Linked DNA regions of Mus musculus: regions 1, 2, 4 and 5 are each linked to region 3. Evidence: chromatin contacts called from public HiChIP or PLAC-seq and promoter capture Hi-C data. All regions are on one chromosome and are shown on one strand. Each heading gives the region's core, a stretch centred on a gene start, on an enhancer-like site or on the middle of the called end of the contact. The rest is flanking DNA. Distances are from core to core; before and after follow the strand shown.

The links. Promoter capture Hi-C pulls out the DNA fragments that hold promoters and counts their contacts. HiChIP or PLAC-seq counts read pairs in DNA pulled down with a chosen protein or histone mark. Capture Hi-C pulls out chosen DNA fragments and counts their contacts.
Region 1: a promoter capture Hi-C map of pre-B cells shows a contact between it and region 3, with 2.3 times the contacts expected there. The contact joins the promoter of Spsb1 here to the promoter of Ube4b in region 3. A contact is called at or near these places in 1 of 39 promoter capture datasets (pre-B cells) and 1 of 484 Hi-C or Micro-C datasets (embryonic stem cells).
Region 2: a contact with region 3 is called in an H3K4me3 HiChIP or PLAC-seq map of embryonic limb bud, with 4 times the contacts expected there. The contact joins the promoter of Slc2a5 here to the promoter of Ube4b in region 3. A contact is called at or near these places in 1 of 39 promoter capture datasets (hippocampal neurons) and 1 of 115 datasets of contacts at active chromatin or transcription factors (embryonic limb bud).
Region 4: a contact with region 3 is called in a promoter capture Hi-C map of liver, with 2.3 times the contacts expected there. The contact joins the promoter of H6pd here to the promoter of Ube4b in region 3. A contact is called at or near these places in 1 of 484 Hi-C or Micro-C datasets (CD4 T cells), 1 of 115 datasets of contacts at active chromatin or transcription factors (pancreatic cancer cells) and 1 of 9 other capture datasets (liver).
Region 5: a promoter capture Hi-C map of adipose tissue shows a contact between it and region 3. The contact joins the promoter of Gpr157 here to the promoter of Ube4b in region 3. A contact is called at or near these places in 1 of 39 promoter capture datasets (pre-B cells), 1 of 115 datasets of contacts at active chromatin or transcription factors (pancreatic cancer cells) and 1 of 9 other capture datasets (adipose tissue).

Annotation. Positions count from the first base shown.
Region 1 is chr4:149,953,497-149,956,519 of GRCm38.p6, reverse strand. Spsb1 (splA/ryanodine receptor domain and SOCS box containing 1) reads left to right here and starts at 1,514. Exons shown (of 3, transcript NM_029035.2): 1 at 1,514-1,667.
Region 2 is chr4:150,118,040-150,121,075 of GRCm38.p6, reverse strand. It overlaps Slc2a5 (solute carrier family 2 (facilitated glucose transporter), member 5), which reads right to left and starts at 1,732. Exons shown (of 14, transcript NM_019741.3): 1 at 1,526-1,732; 2 at 1,028-1,421; 3 at 311-392. The coding sequence starts at 340.
Region 3 is chr4:149,425,268-149,427,967 of GRCm38.p6, reverse strand. Ube4b (ubiquitination factor E4B) reads left to right here and starts at 1,337. Exons shown (of 27, transcript NM_022022.3): 1 at 1,337-2,086. The coding sequence starts at 2,063.
Region 4 is chr4:150,001,741-150,004,509 of GRCm38.p6, reverse strand. H6pd (hexose-6-phosphate dehydrogenase (glucose 1-dehydrogenase)) reads left to right here and starts at 1,274. Exons shown (of 5, transcript NM_001291004.1): 1 at 1,274-1,478.
Region 5 is chr4:150,085,995-150,088,787 of GRCm38.p6, reverse strand. It overlaps Gpr157 (G protein-coupled receptor 157), which reads right to left and starts at 1,285. Exons shown (of 4, transcript NM_177366.3): 1 at 652-1,285. The coding sequence starts at 1,034.

The DNA.
Region 1 (3,023 bases), core at 265-2,764, 530 kb before region 3:
ACAGCTTCCATCTGTTCTGGAAGCTTTCCCCCAGGCAAAAGACAAGTCTTAGAAGAGAGTACATAGTCCCAGGTGTAGTGCTGCAGTACCTGCCCTGTGAGGTGACCGACCACACCTGATAAGGGACACGTACTTCTCGCTCAACATATGGAACATGCTCTCTTTCCAAGCTATATGGGTCAGTGGCTGCCGTGCTCACAGGGAATGCTTCAAATTCCCAGACTTTGAAGAGTCCAACAGGAGGGAGTCACCCCCCTGAGTCACCGGCAAGGCTGCCTGCTCGAAGAGCCAATAGCGCCCCGGAGAGGCCGCTTTCCCCACGCAGACCCACCTTGTCCATAGCAGTCTGGAAGCTTCTGTGTTTTCAAACAAAATTGGCAACAGTGAGGTGGTTGGAATCTACACAGTAGCCTCCGGCCCTTCGGGTCTTTACAGTGAGTGATTAAATAACTTCAGCGGCCACAGTATTTATAGCAACTTCTCTAGCATCCCTCCCCACGTATGGGTGAGGAGTGGGAAGATCTTAAGGGGATATCGCGAAGATGGGAGTGAAAATTCCCTCAGTCACCTGTGACTACTCTCTTCTGTAATGACGGGAAAGGAAAATCCCTTTCAGACTAGAGCTTCTAACGGTGTACTTTTAATGTGAAGTCCCTGTCGCTTGTGCCATCCTAAACTCATTGTCTAGGTACTGTGGACGCCTATGCGACCAGGACCTCGGGGTCTTGAAGTTCTGAGTTGCCTGTCTGTCTCCATGAGCGCGGAAACAGTAAGTATAGAGCAGCCGGATTACACATGGACTCATAGACAGTTCCTTTGCACGACAGCATTACAGAACCTTAACCCGGAGTTTCAAACGAGTTAAGCAAGATCTTGCTCCTGTGATTACTGCTATAACCTCACCCTGCCAAACATTTTTTCCCTAAAGAATGAACCTCAGCTCCTCAATACAGTGCTGGACACCACCGCAGCCCCCGCGCAGGTTTTCTGTTATTATGATCCTGGCCTTAGGTCCAGCCTTTCCTAAAAACTTCTCCAGAGGAATCAAAGCTCTTGCTGCAGAGGCCAAGGCAGAGCGATGTATGTCTGAGCCTACAGCCCTTCTGCAAGAAGGTGGTATCGGGGGCTACAGAGTTCGCAAAGCCCCAAGCCTGCCCTGCCTCAGAGCCCTGCGCGCTCCGGGCTCTCGGGCGACCAGCGCCGCTCAACGCTAGGAAACCCAGCGCTGGGTCGGAAAGTAGAGGGGCGTGGCAGGAGAAGGGGCGTGGTGTAGGGCGGGGCTAAGCGGGAAAGTGCGGAGGGGAGGGCTGTGAGGAGCGCCAGGCAGAAGGGAGGGTTGCGATAAAAAGGGCGTGACCTGAGGCGGGGCGTGGTGAAGGAGCGTGACATGGGGCGTGGCAGGGCAAATGGAGGCGGGGTGGAGCGTACAAGCCCCGCCCACGGCGCGTCCTTCTTTTTTCTCCGCCCTCCCACCTTAGAGCTGTCGGTGGCTTTTTCTTCTCAGCGCAGGAGTCGCGCTCGAGCGGCCCGCGCGCTTGCTGCAGGAACCAGCTCCAGGCGCTGGCGCCGGGGCCACGGGGAGGAAGCGACTTCGCTCTCTGCAGCGGGCGCGGCCCTGGGCACCGCGAGCCTCCGGAGCTCCAAGAGCTGCGGCCTCTCTGTGCGCGGTAGGCGGCATGGGACACCGAAGACCGGTTGGGTGGGCGCGCGTTCGGGCTCTGGGATCCGGGGATGGGGGAGACACGGGGACCACCACGCTGAGAGAACTGAGAGGGTGGGCGCGGGGCAGAGCGTGGGCATAGGGTGGGCACCCGGCGTGGAGCCATGATCGATCTTGGGTCCCCGGAGAGGGGCCGGGCGCCGCCCAGTGCGCTGCCGCTTCTGCTGCGGAGGCTCTGGGGTCCCACCTGCGGGGGCGGCATTGGGTGGGGACCTCAGTGGAGCGGGGACAGTCGCTCCCTAAGATGAGCCTAGGCTGCAAACCGAGAAAGAGGCCTGGGGCTCTCCTTAGTCCCAGGGCGCCTTAGGGTTCTGATTGTTGAGGGGGACTCCCATCGCCAAAGTCGAGGGGACCCCTTCTGCCCCATGCATCGCGACCCTGCTGAGTTAAGTTAGTTTCGCTTTTCCCGCCAGTCCGGGCTCTGATTTGTAGCGGCCCTAGTCCCCCTTCCCGATCCGGCCCCCGTAGCGCCTCTCTCTGGGAGACTGCCTGGTGACACTGCGCGCGGCGCCAGCCACCCCGGAGCCGCCGATGCTTCTCCGGGCAACCGAGGTTATGTCAGGAAATCGATGGAAACAGAGAAACAAGAGCAGCCTGAATCGGATGGTAGAGCAGAGGATGAGTTGTCCCGCGCCTGACGAGTGTGCGAGGACTTGCTAATCTCCAAGTTTAAGGATGTGCCATGGCAAAGACTGAATGTTCACAAATGGTGCCTGTGAAGATGTTTGCCAGCCAGGAAGTTGTGTGTGCTTTTGCGAATGAGAGTGTGACCTTGTGAGTTTCTGTTCGTGTCTGTTGTTGTGTATCGTTGTGAATATGTGTGTTTCCTAAATGTTCTTGCCTGTCTGTGAACAGTAGTGGGGCTGGCCATTGGCTCTGGAAGGTTGTGGAGTATAACTCCCCTTGCTTGGTTGGTTTTGGTAAGTGGGGTATTGCTGGAGTGCTGGCTGGCACCTTTCCAGGGAAGCTCCTGCCAGCTGAGCGGGGCTCAGGCTCCTCTCTCTTTTTCTCTGAACTCAAGCTGTACAGTGTGGTGGTGAGCTGGCAGAAGCTGCTTCCTGAGTGAGTAATAGTTAATTAAACACTTTAGTTAGTAACATCAGAAACTGCTCATGAGCTGAGTTTTAACAGGTGTTTATGGTAAGAGCGCCAGCCCCCATGATGAAGGCTTGGTGTCCTTGAAGGTTTAGGATCGCCGACGAGTGTGTGTGTGTATGTGTGTGTGTGTGTGTGTATGTGGGTACACACACACACACACACACATACACACACACACTCACACACACACACACACACACACACA
Region 2 (3,036 bases), core at 483-2,982, 690 kb before region 3:
CCTTGGACTTTCTGGACCCATGGTAAGTACTCTACGAGCAGAACCATACTCACCAGCCCCGTTTCAGGCACTTTCCGAGAGCTGTTCCGGTGGCAGGATTCCTAACGGGCATCTGTCTACAAACACTGCACTGACTCCTATAAAACCCTACTCTTTGCTGGGCTTCTGAGCAAACTGCCCTCTTCCAGACAAGCGCATCCCGCCGCCCAGGGCAGGTTCTGCAATACCTGAGCAAGAAGCTGAGCAGTCGACACCCACCCCCGCCCCCGCCCCACCCCCCTCCTCTGACCGCTGCCAGCCACATACTCACCCCTGTCTCCTCTTGATGTTTTTCCTCCATCGTTGCTCTGCAAGTGCAGCCTGCGGCTCACCTCCTCAAAGTGCCAGCTGTGCTGTTCGGGAGGGAAGATATTTAGGCTGCACTTTGGCCGTGCCAACTCTCAGCCAATTGCATTTTTATTGCTAGTCTAAGTCAGAATAACCCTTTCAGGCACCGGCAGCGTTTGCCCTGCCTTTCACTTCTGCTTTTAAGTTAAACATGTAGAGTTTGGCTAAGCCAGTGGGTCCCCTGAAACTGTGGACTCAGCGAGGTACCCAGGGGAAACAGCCTCCACTGCTCAAGTCTTCACCAGGCACGGCCTTGAAAAATGACTAGAAAGTGTATTTCTGTCTGGAACACATGGACAGCAACAGCTGTCACCAGCCCTATGCCACATTAGATAATGGGCTAACATATGGGGCTGTAAAGGCTTAGCCTAGTGTTTCCCACCACACCTTCTACTGCCAAGTGTCCCTAGTGGAGAGTCAGTTCTTGCTCAAGCAACCATGATGAAACTGTTATTATCGTTACTATCACTATTATTATTGGTGCTGGAGACCGAGTACGGATTGCCTGTGCTCTAGGGCTGAGCTATCTACCCTGGCCTTAGGTAACGCTGTTTGAGGAGAAAACTTTATTTTGTCTTTTTAAGGAACCCCGAGCGGCCCGGAGAGATACACTTTTCAGTACTGGGAAAGTAGCAAATACCTTCTTGTACTCTTCCTTTGCAGGGCAGGCTAAGTCCCCAGAGGCTGGTGTGAGTCCAGCAATCTGCCCACAAGCTGGTCACCACGGGCTCCGGCGCTCAGCACGTGTTCAACTGCTACCGGACTGACCAGGCCAGGCAGCCAAAACCTGAGCAAAGTCCCACCAGGCCCGCAGATTTTCATCCTTGTTAGACATGCTCCTTTGATTTATTAGCTGTTGCTCGAGTTCAGTCAGCAGATGTCTTTCTTCTTGTCCTTCACCCTTCAGCCGTTTATCAGGAGCCCACTCTGCATCCAGAAGTGTAGATCCGCTCGGGTAGCAATGGACAGTGGGGGCGTCTCCTTCCAGGAAAACTTCCTTGTTTTCTTCCCACTCCAACACGGTGGCTCTTCAACTAAGGCGTGACGGGGCCAGAGAGATTCATGTATTTCAAATAGTTTGAAGAAAAACAAAACCTTCCAAAGAAAATGCACGTAAATTGTAGGTGGTGTCACTTACTTCGGGGGCGGGAGTGAGAGGTGGGGTACAGAAATAACGAGCCGAGTTTACAATCTTGGGAGCGTAGGGAACAGAGGCCAGCTTCTTGGCCCCCAACTATTAATCTTCTCTCTGCCTGTTTTACTGTAAAATGAGATCTGAAAGCTGAGGGTTCAATCCCTGCCTCAACTTTCTCAACAGGGTAGGTGGGTGGGTGGGTGCAGGTCTGTGGTCAGACCCTGAGAGAAGTATTCGGAGTGGGAGTCTGGTTTCTGCGCAGTCGCAGTTCAGCGCGACCAACGCTCATCCTCAGTCCCAAGAGCACTTGCGGTTGAGGTGAGCCGGGGAGGGGTGCGGAGGGGCAGGAGCGGGTAGGGGGCGGGGGCGGGGGAGGGGGCGGAGCTGCATGCGTCCCTGTGTCCCCTGGAGGGAGCTGGCGATTCTGTCTGGTCCTCTGGGCTGGCAACTGCAGTCTGCCCCAAGGACATCCATCCCCAGGGCTCTCTTCTCCAAGAGAGAAGAGAAGGTCATTCTATAGACATGTCTTCTGTGTCCCCTGAAGAACCTGTCCGCAATTTCAGGACCCAGCCAAGCCACGGCCAACAGGGTGGAGGGCTGGAAGGTGGGCAGTGGGCACTCTTAGGAACACAGTACCCTGGGTGCATCTGGTTTGAAAGTGTGTGGATGGATCCTCTTGGTTTTCAGACCTCCCAGATGGATCCGGCCTGCTGAGCCTTCCCTGGCCATCTCGCCCTTGCTTCTGTGGCTTCTGAATGCGGCAGGAAATCCACCGCTGTATCTAAGCTTTGGGATTCATTTTTATGCTTTTGTTTGTTTGTTTGTTTGTTTGTTTGTGTTTTGAGACTGAGTTCCATTATGTAGTCCAGGGTGTTGTGGAATTCACTGTATAGTCCAGGTAGGTCTTGAACCTGAGAGAGCCTGGTCTCGGATTCCCAAATGTTAGGGTTACAGGTCTGAGCCTCTGGTTCAATGGGACCTTTAAAAAGGCCTTTAATAAGCACTAATAAACCCACGGACATTTTGGTGAGTTAAAGAGCACAGAATGAGGCGGGTGGAAAGAATACATGTGACGAATTACTAATATTTCCAGGAATTTGACCTGGGTTTAGCAGCCATCTCTGATAAGAGCCAAGGGATTGTCTTAAAGAGAAAAGGGAGTGGCCAGGTGCAGTTCTCCGGGCTGGACTCTAGAGGGCCTTCTTCCATACCTTTCTCTTGGGGAAGTCATTTGATCCACAGTGGGGAAGGATGTGAGACAGGCCGAGCCCACCAAGCAGCCTCTCAGATCTTTTATATTAAGTTGCTTCTAAAATATTTTAAAATATCTATGTCATTTTACGTGAGTGTTTTGCCTTCATGTATGTGTGTACTGCATGTGGAAACTGGTGCCTGCTTAGGTCGCAAGAGGATGATAGATCCCCTTGAAGTGGACTTACATGTATGGTTCTGAGCCACCATGTGGGTGCTGGGAACCAAACCTGGCTCCTTTGCAAGAAGAACAAGAGTTCTTA
Region 3 (2,700 bases), core at 88-2,587:
GCCATTGTATACTTTACTTGTGTGATTTAATCTGAGGCTACATGGCAATTATCATGTTTTCAGAAAAACAATGTAATTGACATCAGTGTAACTAGGGGTGCAAAATGGCTTACACAGAATTCATTTCCTGGAAAGTAGAATGCAGTCCTGAAAAGCCTGCAGCGATTTAATTTTACTCACAGACTCTTTGCATATCTAATAGTCATGTTCCCATTTTTAGCATGTAGCAAACAAATTGTAACTATTTTAGTCACTTCTTGTCCCCTTGGATAAGATCAACTGTAACTCTTTTAAACAGGAGTGGAATGTTTAAGATTATAGTTCAGCTAAGAGTAGCCGGTAATGAACCCTAGCACTTGGGAGGCAGAGGCAGGCAGATCTCTGTGAGTTCCAGGCCAGCGAGACCCTGTTTCAAATACATACATGTATACACATATACATACATTAATGTTATAGTTGGGTAATCTGTGATGGTGGTGCATACCCCAGCGTTCAGGCAGGATTTCAAATTTGGGGCTATCTGAAATACATAGCAAGATTCTGTCTCAAGAACAATTAAGAACGAGATGATTATGGCTTTTGTAAGCCATACGATATATACTTTGTGGCAAAATCTGGATTTTCACGGTTCTGTTAGATTTTTCAATTTGTATTTATACATTGATTGTAAAGTAAGTTTTTGTTGTCCGGCCGAGCTGGCATTACAAAGGGTTAGTTACTAAGTCATTGTTCAATACATTTCTCAATAATTTGAGTCTCTACACCCTTAAAGCAGAGCACCTCTCTAAAAGAACAAGGTAAAATAAAATTAAGATCCTGTTAGTTTTCTTCCATGGGTTTTCCTGGGGGAGGAAAAGAGTGGGACAAGGTATTTGCAGGATGGTGCTAAATGCTCCCTGCAGAAAGCAAATGTGTTTCCGATTCCTCAGTTCTTCTAATGTCTGTAGCCGGCTTGCAGCATCCTGGAGGATTTCCAAGTCACTCCACAGCAGGATCCACATGGGAACAAACTAGCACCGCAGAAACCCAAGGCGCAGGGGAGAGCCCGTGGAAGGGCCATATTCGGATTGGCACATCCTGCCCTCAGCAATTCTACCTGGGCCCCGCCCACCGCGCCCCTCGCCTCCGCTCAGTCTCCATGGTGACTGTCCGCCCCGCCTCCTCCTCGTCTCCTCTTAGCAGCCCCTCTCGCCCCTCCCCCCGCCTGGCGCCGCTCAGGGAAGAGGGGGTGGGGCAGGGGGCGGGGACAGGATGCAAGCGAAGAGGAAATCGGCGGCGCGACGCCCGCTGCTTATTGGCTGGCGAATCCCAGAGCGAGAAGCCCCGCCTCCCCGGCGAGGGTCACGTGACCCCTTTCAAAGATGGCCGCCCTGTTGTTTTGATGAATAATTCTTGGTGGGGCGAGGGGGTAAGAGTAGGGTTGGAGGGGTAGGAGGATTTACGCTTCCAGCGAGGGCTTCGCCAGTCCCGTCCCTCCCCTGCCCCCCACCGGGGTTCTCGCGTGGAGGCGGGGCGAGCCTGGCCTGCTTTTAGAGGGGAGGGGCTTCCCGGTCCGGTGCTGGGCTCTGCCTGGGCTGCTGTAGGGTCGCCGCGCCTCGGGGGCATCCAGTGTGCAGTGGAGCTGTTCCCGCCTGGGCCCAGGGGTGGGACCCGGAGCAGGGTCTGCGGGAGAAAAAAACGCAGCTGCCGCGTCACCGCCACGAAGACACGGCGCGCAGCGGGCACGAGCCGAGCTGGAGACCGCGCCGCCCGCCCTGGGTAACCTGGGAAGCTGAGGGGAGTCAGTGGCGCCTGGAGAGGACCCCATAGCGGTGGCCGTGGCCAGAGGCGGCAGCTCTGGGCGCTTGCTGCTGGAGGAGGCTGCGGCGGTGCGAGCGGCCGAAGCCAAGGCGATTCAGTGCCTCGTGTTCTTAGTTTTTAACCTCTGACTATGCAATTCTGAAACCTCCCCCATTGGGGGACCAGACAGCCCGATAGATACCTTCCACTCTTCCTTTGCTCCCGCCCTGGTCTCAAGAACTGAAGGATCTCTCTAACGCCTTTCACCATTAAGAGGAAAGCGATGGAGGAGCTGAGCGCTGACGAGGTGAGGAGGCTGGGGCGTGGGGGGGGGCACCTTGAAAGGATTACTTGGCAACTCTTTGGCGCTTTGGATGGGGACAGATTTTTGCCCTGGTGGTGTCGGGCTCTTGGGATTGGGGAGGCAACGGAGATGGCATTTTCAAGAATAATGAAATATAATGGAAGTAGTCATTCATCATCAGGTTGGCTGTATTGTAAGAAGCCCTTGGCTCCACTTTGGGCTACCGTCTCAGTATGTTTACTCGATCACTAAAATTCTCCAGAGATAGAGAATGCAAGAGGGTCTCTCGTTTTATTCTCCTTTATTCTCTCTCGTTTCTTCATTCGGAACTCCACTCGCTTTTCTTTCTTTTAGGGTCTGAAGACGGGGGTGGGGTGGTGAGGAGCATCTTGAAGGTGTTCAATCTTTTTAAAAGGGTGTTCGAGAAAGAGGGGCGCGATTTAGATCGTGGTATATTGTGTGTGTCTGCGTCGTCGGGGGTTTTAAAGAACAATTTTGCATAAAATCATGATGTTTAATGGCAGTTTTAAAGGGAAGGATTTGAAATCCCAGATACATGTGACCATTTCATTGTAATAAATTATCAAAGGTACCTTTGTGTTTGAGAGGTAGTTACA
Region 4 (2,769 bases), core at 25-2,524, 580 kb before region 3:
CTGAGCAAGCGGTCTTGCTGAAGCTGGTGAGCTAAGGTGCCATGTGAGTACCTGTGGGGGAACGCAGCTCAGAGAGAAGAGCCAGAACAAAGGCCCCGAGGCAGGAGGATGGCCAGAATAGTACAGGAGGTCAAAGAGATGATGGTAAGATGCTAGATTGTGTAGACTCTTTCTTACCAACAGTGAGGGTCACTCTGGCCCCTGTGCTAGGCTCAGCTCTGCAGGGGCCATAGGAAGCTATGGGGGGGGGGGGGCGTTCTGCAGTAATCCAGACAGAGGAGATGGCAGGACAGACAGAGGCAGTGAGAGACACTGTGCTCCAAACCTGTGTGAGCTTTGTTGTGTTTGTGTGCACGTGTGTGTGTGTGTGTGTGTGTGTGTGTGTGTACGTGTGTGTGTGTGTGTGTGTGTGTGTGTGTGTGTGTGCACATGTGGAGCTCAGAGGACAGGCTGTGCAGCTGGATCTCATCTTCTACCCTGCGGTTCCTGTGGCGGGAACTCAGGTCATCAGGATTGGTGGCAGACACCCGAGCTGCCCCCAAATAGGGTTTGAAGGTGGACACCTGTATCTGCCAACAGACCAGACACCGCTAAGGTTTATGATCTGAGTATGTTGTGTTTACTGGGACTGGTGGAGACAGCATTTGAAGCAAGTTGAGAGATGTGGTAGGCCATGCCAGAAATCCCAGTGCCAAGGAGGACAGGGCTGGAGCATACCAGGCCTGAGGCCAGCCTGGGCTACATAGAGATGCCTTGTCTCAAAAACAAAGAACCACAAACCTGAAGGGAAGGGGAGACAGGGAGGGGAGATGTGGGGAGGGCAAGGAGGGAGTAATTTAAATTGTGGTTAATAAACCAGTTGGATTTAGATGTGCCTAAACCCAGTCAGCATTCAACTAATGTGATCAGAGCTCTGATCTGAGTATGAGTTGATTGACCACTCTGGAGTGAGGTGGGAAAGTGCAGCCAGGAAATACCGGTTTGGCCACACGATAGCAACTGGCTGGCCAGTGCTGAGCAGCTGCTATGTGGGAGGTGGGGCCGGGGAACTTGATTTATGATCTTTGCCAATATCTGGGTTATAGATGTCCCCCTAATGAGCCATTATCAAGAGCATACATGACAGCAAAAAGTGATCCCGTGATCAGGAAACATAAGTTTTGAGTGTCTATTGACCTTTGTTCTTAATGGAATTTGGTTGGTTATTCATTTATGTAATTTCACTTTATTAATGGCTGTGTTTAACAACCAGCTGGGAAAAATACCGGAAATTTTGCAATCAAAACATTGCAAAAAGGTTCAAAGGGGCTTTGAGTGCTCCTCCGGGCTCCCAGTTATCTTTAGAGGAGGCCGGAGAAAGGGCTCTTTGGACTTAGAGGAGAGCTTCATCTGGAAGTGCTGGTCCCCAGATTGGCCATGAGGGGACCAAATGCAGACCAGGGTTGACTGACACCAGGTTGTGTTCTTTGCCTGCACTGGTAAGTTTGGCGTCGGAGCCCCGGAACTGGAGGGGACGCTTGGCTGATAAGGATGATTTTCTAAATGTTCTTTCATCTGAATTCTTGTTTCTTTTCCAATCCTTTTAAAATTAGTATTTATTTTTATTTTTTGTGCATTGGTGTTTTGCCTGCATATGTGTCTGTGTGAGGGTGTCCGATCCCCTGGAACTGGAGTTACAGACAGTTGTGAACTGCCGTGTGGATGCTCAGAATTGAACCCCGGGTCCTCTGGAAGAGCAGCCAGTGCTCTTAACCACAGAGCCATCTCTCCAGCCCCCCAATTTCTTTTTAAAAGTCCAGATTCTGGGGCTGTGATTAGAGGCACCCCTCTTCTTGCCCCATCCATGGGAAGCAGCTTTGTCAATGGTATCTGAGGGGGTAGAGTAGGGAAGGGGAGGTAGGTAGTGGCTCCTGATCTCTCTCACTCACCCTCCCACCCATGTCTGTGGGCATAGAGACTGTAACTAGCCCGCACCAGCCCTGCCTCTTGGTGCTGCTGGACTGGGCAGGGACAGCTTTGGGATGGCTGGCCATGTGCCTCTTTCCAGTGAGGGTGACAGGAAGATGGAGCTGGACTCTGCCCCTGTTCACCATGGCTGGCCAGATCAGTCTTTCCCCTTCTGGAATGTTAGCAGGGCCTCTGTCTAAAGGGCGAGTCTCTCCCAGGACGGCCTGTCAGAGTAATGCATTCTTGCCCAGAGCAAGCCCGCGTGCCCTCCTGCTTGCTGACTCCCACCGCCTGTTTTATCTCGTGTGTCCCCATGTCTGTACGCGCACCATGTGTATACTTAGTGTAGGGTCCCCTGGAACTGCCGTTAGGGATGGTTCCGAGCCACCGTGTGGCTGCTGGGACTGGGTCCTCTAAAGTGCCGAGTCATCTCTCCAGCCTCCACCCTACTCCCCACCCCTTCTGCTTTTCTTTCTTTTGACATGGGGTTGCTAAGTAGCCCAGGCTAACCTTGAACTCACAATCCTCCTGACTCCTAAAGACTGAGACTGTGGGCTTGGGTTACCATGTCCTGTTCCAGCTGTTGGTATGAATAAAATTTGTTATACAGGAAACTGTCTTCCACCCTCTTCTGTTGTTGTTGTAGCTGTTGTTTTGGTTTTCCAGACAGGATTTCTCTCTGTATCCCTGGCTGTCCTGGTCTCACTCTGGGGATCAGGGTGTAACCTTGCCTCTGTATTTAGCCCCATGACGCCACTACTGTGGTCTGTGTCCCCTCTAGCACTTCCGTGCTTATATGGATAGGTGGTGGCATCTCCTTGA
Region 5 (2,793 bases), core at 36-2,535, 660 kb before region 3:
CATACACATACATACATGCAGTCAGTTCACACACATAAAATAAAATGAATAAATCTTTTTTAAAAGCGTCTAAGAAAGTGCAGGTAATGGGGGCCTGAAGTTTATAAATGTCGTGAAAAGCTTAAAGAAGCATACCTCTGTGCATTTTACAGTTGGCACACTATCGTCTGAGAGTGGCTGGACGCACCACAACCACTGTGGTATAGAATTGGAAGCTGTGGGCTTTTAGGCCAGGGCAGCCACCTAACTCATCTTCTAGCCTGCAGACTGGAACTTCTCTCCATGGGCAGCAGAGACTGCCAGATCGCGGTGAAGTAGGAGGCAAAGGGCACAGACTGTCTCCAATTCCTTTCTAAATGGCAGACCTCTTCCTATGGGCAAGTTCTGCACCCACCCACACCTTGCTGGGAGATTCTGGCTGGGGCAGATACAGAGACCACCCTCTTCAGAGACGCTCAGACAGGTTTGGCTCCAACTTTTTGGGCAAGTTGGGCACCCTTCCATGGTTCGGGGATGCATGTGACTGCCAGTAGGACACACCACCTTGACACCTAGATAGGGAAAGCACGAATGCCACAGCACAGCACGCAAGGCCCGGGACCCATAAGCCTGGGTCTGGGGCCTGGAGGCAAAGCCGGGTCTCCTACTCACCTGATGAGGTGAAAAGCCCAGATTAGGTGGTCCGTGGAGGGCCCGCGCGTAGTTCGGACGATGCTGAGGTATAGGTAGAGGGCGATGGCCACCGTCCAGAAGAAGGAGCTGGTGTTGGCGAAAGTAGAGAGAGCGCCCTGAAGGACGCAATCCCACGAAGTGCCCGCAAAGTCCTGCAGCACTCCGTAGAAGTACGAGGCAGCCGAGAGCAGGTCCGCTAGCGACAGGAAGAGTAGCAGGCGCCGCGCCCGGCTACGCAGGTCAGGCCACAGGGCGTGCGTGGCCACCAGGAGGCCCGAGCCCAGAGCTGACAGCGCACACGACAGCAGCACCACCGCGCGCTCCCACGGCAGCAGCTCGGTGGGAGGCGCGGGTGAGGGCATGGTGGGTTGGGGACCAAGGGCAGACAGCCAGGGTGCACAGGCCTAAGGGTGCCGAGAGGTCGTGGCCAAGCCGAGCCCGCGGTCGCCTCTGTCTGGGCATTTGGCGCCCGGGCTCGCGTCCCCACGGGTCCCGCCTGCGTCCCAGCCCCGCCCAGTCTAACAACTACACAACAGCGGTCTCACCGCGGCGCCCTCCACTCCCTGTCCCTGAGCTCTACAATCCTACCCTGAGTCCTCCAGGTCCCTCCCTTGAGCACTCCACGCCCGCCCCTGAGCACTCTAATCTCGTCCCGAGTCCCCGCCCCTGCTGTCTCCAAGCTGGTAGCCCCTTCATGAGCTCTCCACACCCCGACTCTGTAACCCTGCGCGCTCTCCTCGCGTCCCGCCCCTGCACCCCGCCCCTGCGCAGTAACACATCCGAATCTGAAGCTCCAGCGCTCCGCCCCTGAGCTCTCCATGTCCCGCCCTGTAGCCCCAGAGCCCCGCCCAGCCTCCTTCAAGCTCCTCCCATGCCCCCCACTTGCGCATTGCTCCGCCCTGATGCTCTTTCAGCCTCAAGCTCAATCGCTTCTCCGCGTTTCCCCACGCCTCTGCGCCTCTACGCTTCCCTCTTACCTAGTACCTCCCAGTCCTGTCCCAATCGTTGCCTTCTGCCTCTCAGAGCCACTCTAGGAGGTTAGCAAATGGCCAGGACATCCTGTTCTGGGGGTTGGGGGGAGGCGGGGAGGGGAGAATGGCATTTTTAAGGCTAATGTTACTTTCCCCTGATCAGCCTGCTTACGTGTGTGTTGGGGAGGGGAGGGGTGGTTGCTGGAAACATTCTTTCCGATGGTGGCAAAAACAGGTCCAGAGCATGGCCTACATTCCTGAAGCTTGGGTACTCGAAATCTTCACAAGATCTGTGGTGGTGATTTGGGGAAGTTTCTAACTTTTGTTACAATGAAAGTATTGTGTTTTTGTGGGGCTGGGTGTACAACTCAGGACCTTACACATCCCAATGAAGTGCTCACCTACTGAAATATATATATACTTTTAGTTCCTTGTTTATTCTATATACCTTATTAGTGCTATTTTAAAAATACATTTTATCATTTTACGTGCGTGGATATTTTGTCTGCACGGATGTACCTGTACCATGTGTATGCAGTGCCCACAGAGGCTAGAAAAGTGCGTCAGACTCCCCACCCCCTGCACCATGTGGGGGCTGGATTCGAATCTGATCCTCTGGAAGAGCAGCAAGTGCTCTTAACCGCTGAGCCATCTCTCCAGCGCCAGGTGCGATGTTAAGGAATGAAACATTAGTGCCTATGAGATGGCCTTGAGTAATTGCCAGGGCAGAATAACACTGACAGTCTGAATTTGATTCTCAGGACGCACTTGGTGGGGTAAATTGTCATCTGACCTCCACATCTGACCTCCACACCTGTGGCTGGCGTACCCCCATACCCATAAATTTAAAAAAATGTAATTTTAAATATGTTACATGAAAAGAAAAAAGTAAGGAAGCATAGTTCCCAGTTTACAGAGGTTTTTTTTTTTTTTCTTGTTTGAACATTTTGTATTTCTTAGGGATGGAGATACTTGTGCAAGATCCAGCTTGCATATTCGATGGCCCACAACCACTTATGACTCCAGCTGCAGTGCATCCCATGGCCTGCTCTCTAAGGGCAAGGTACTCGCAAGCACATAAGTTAGTATGGGGGCACACACACACATAATTAATAATAATAATAATAATAATAATAATAAGGCCGGGAAG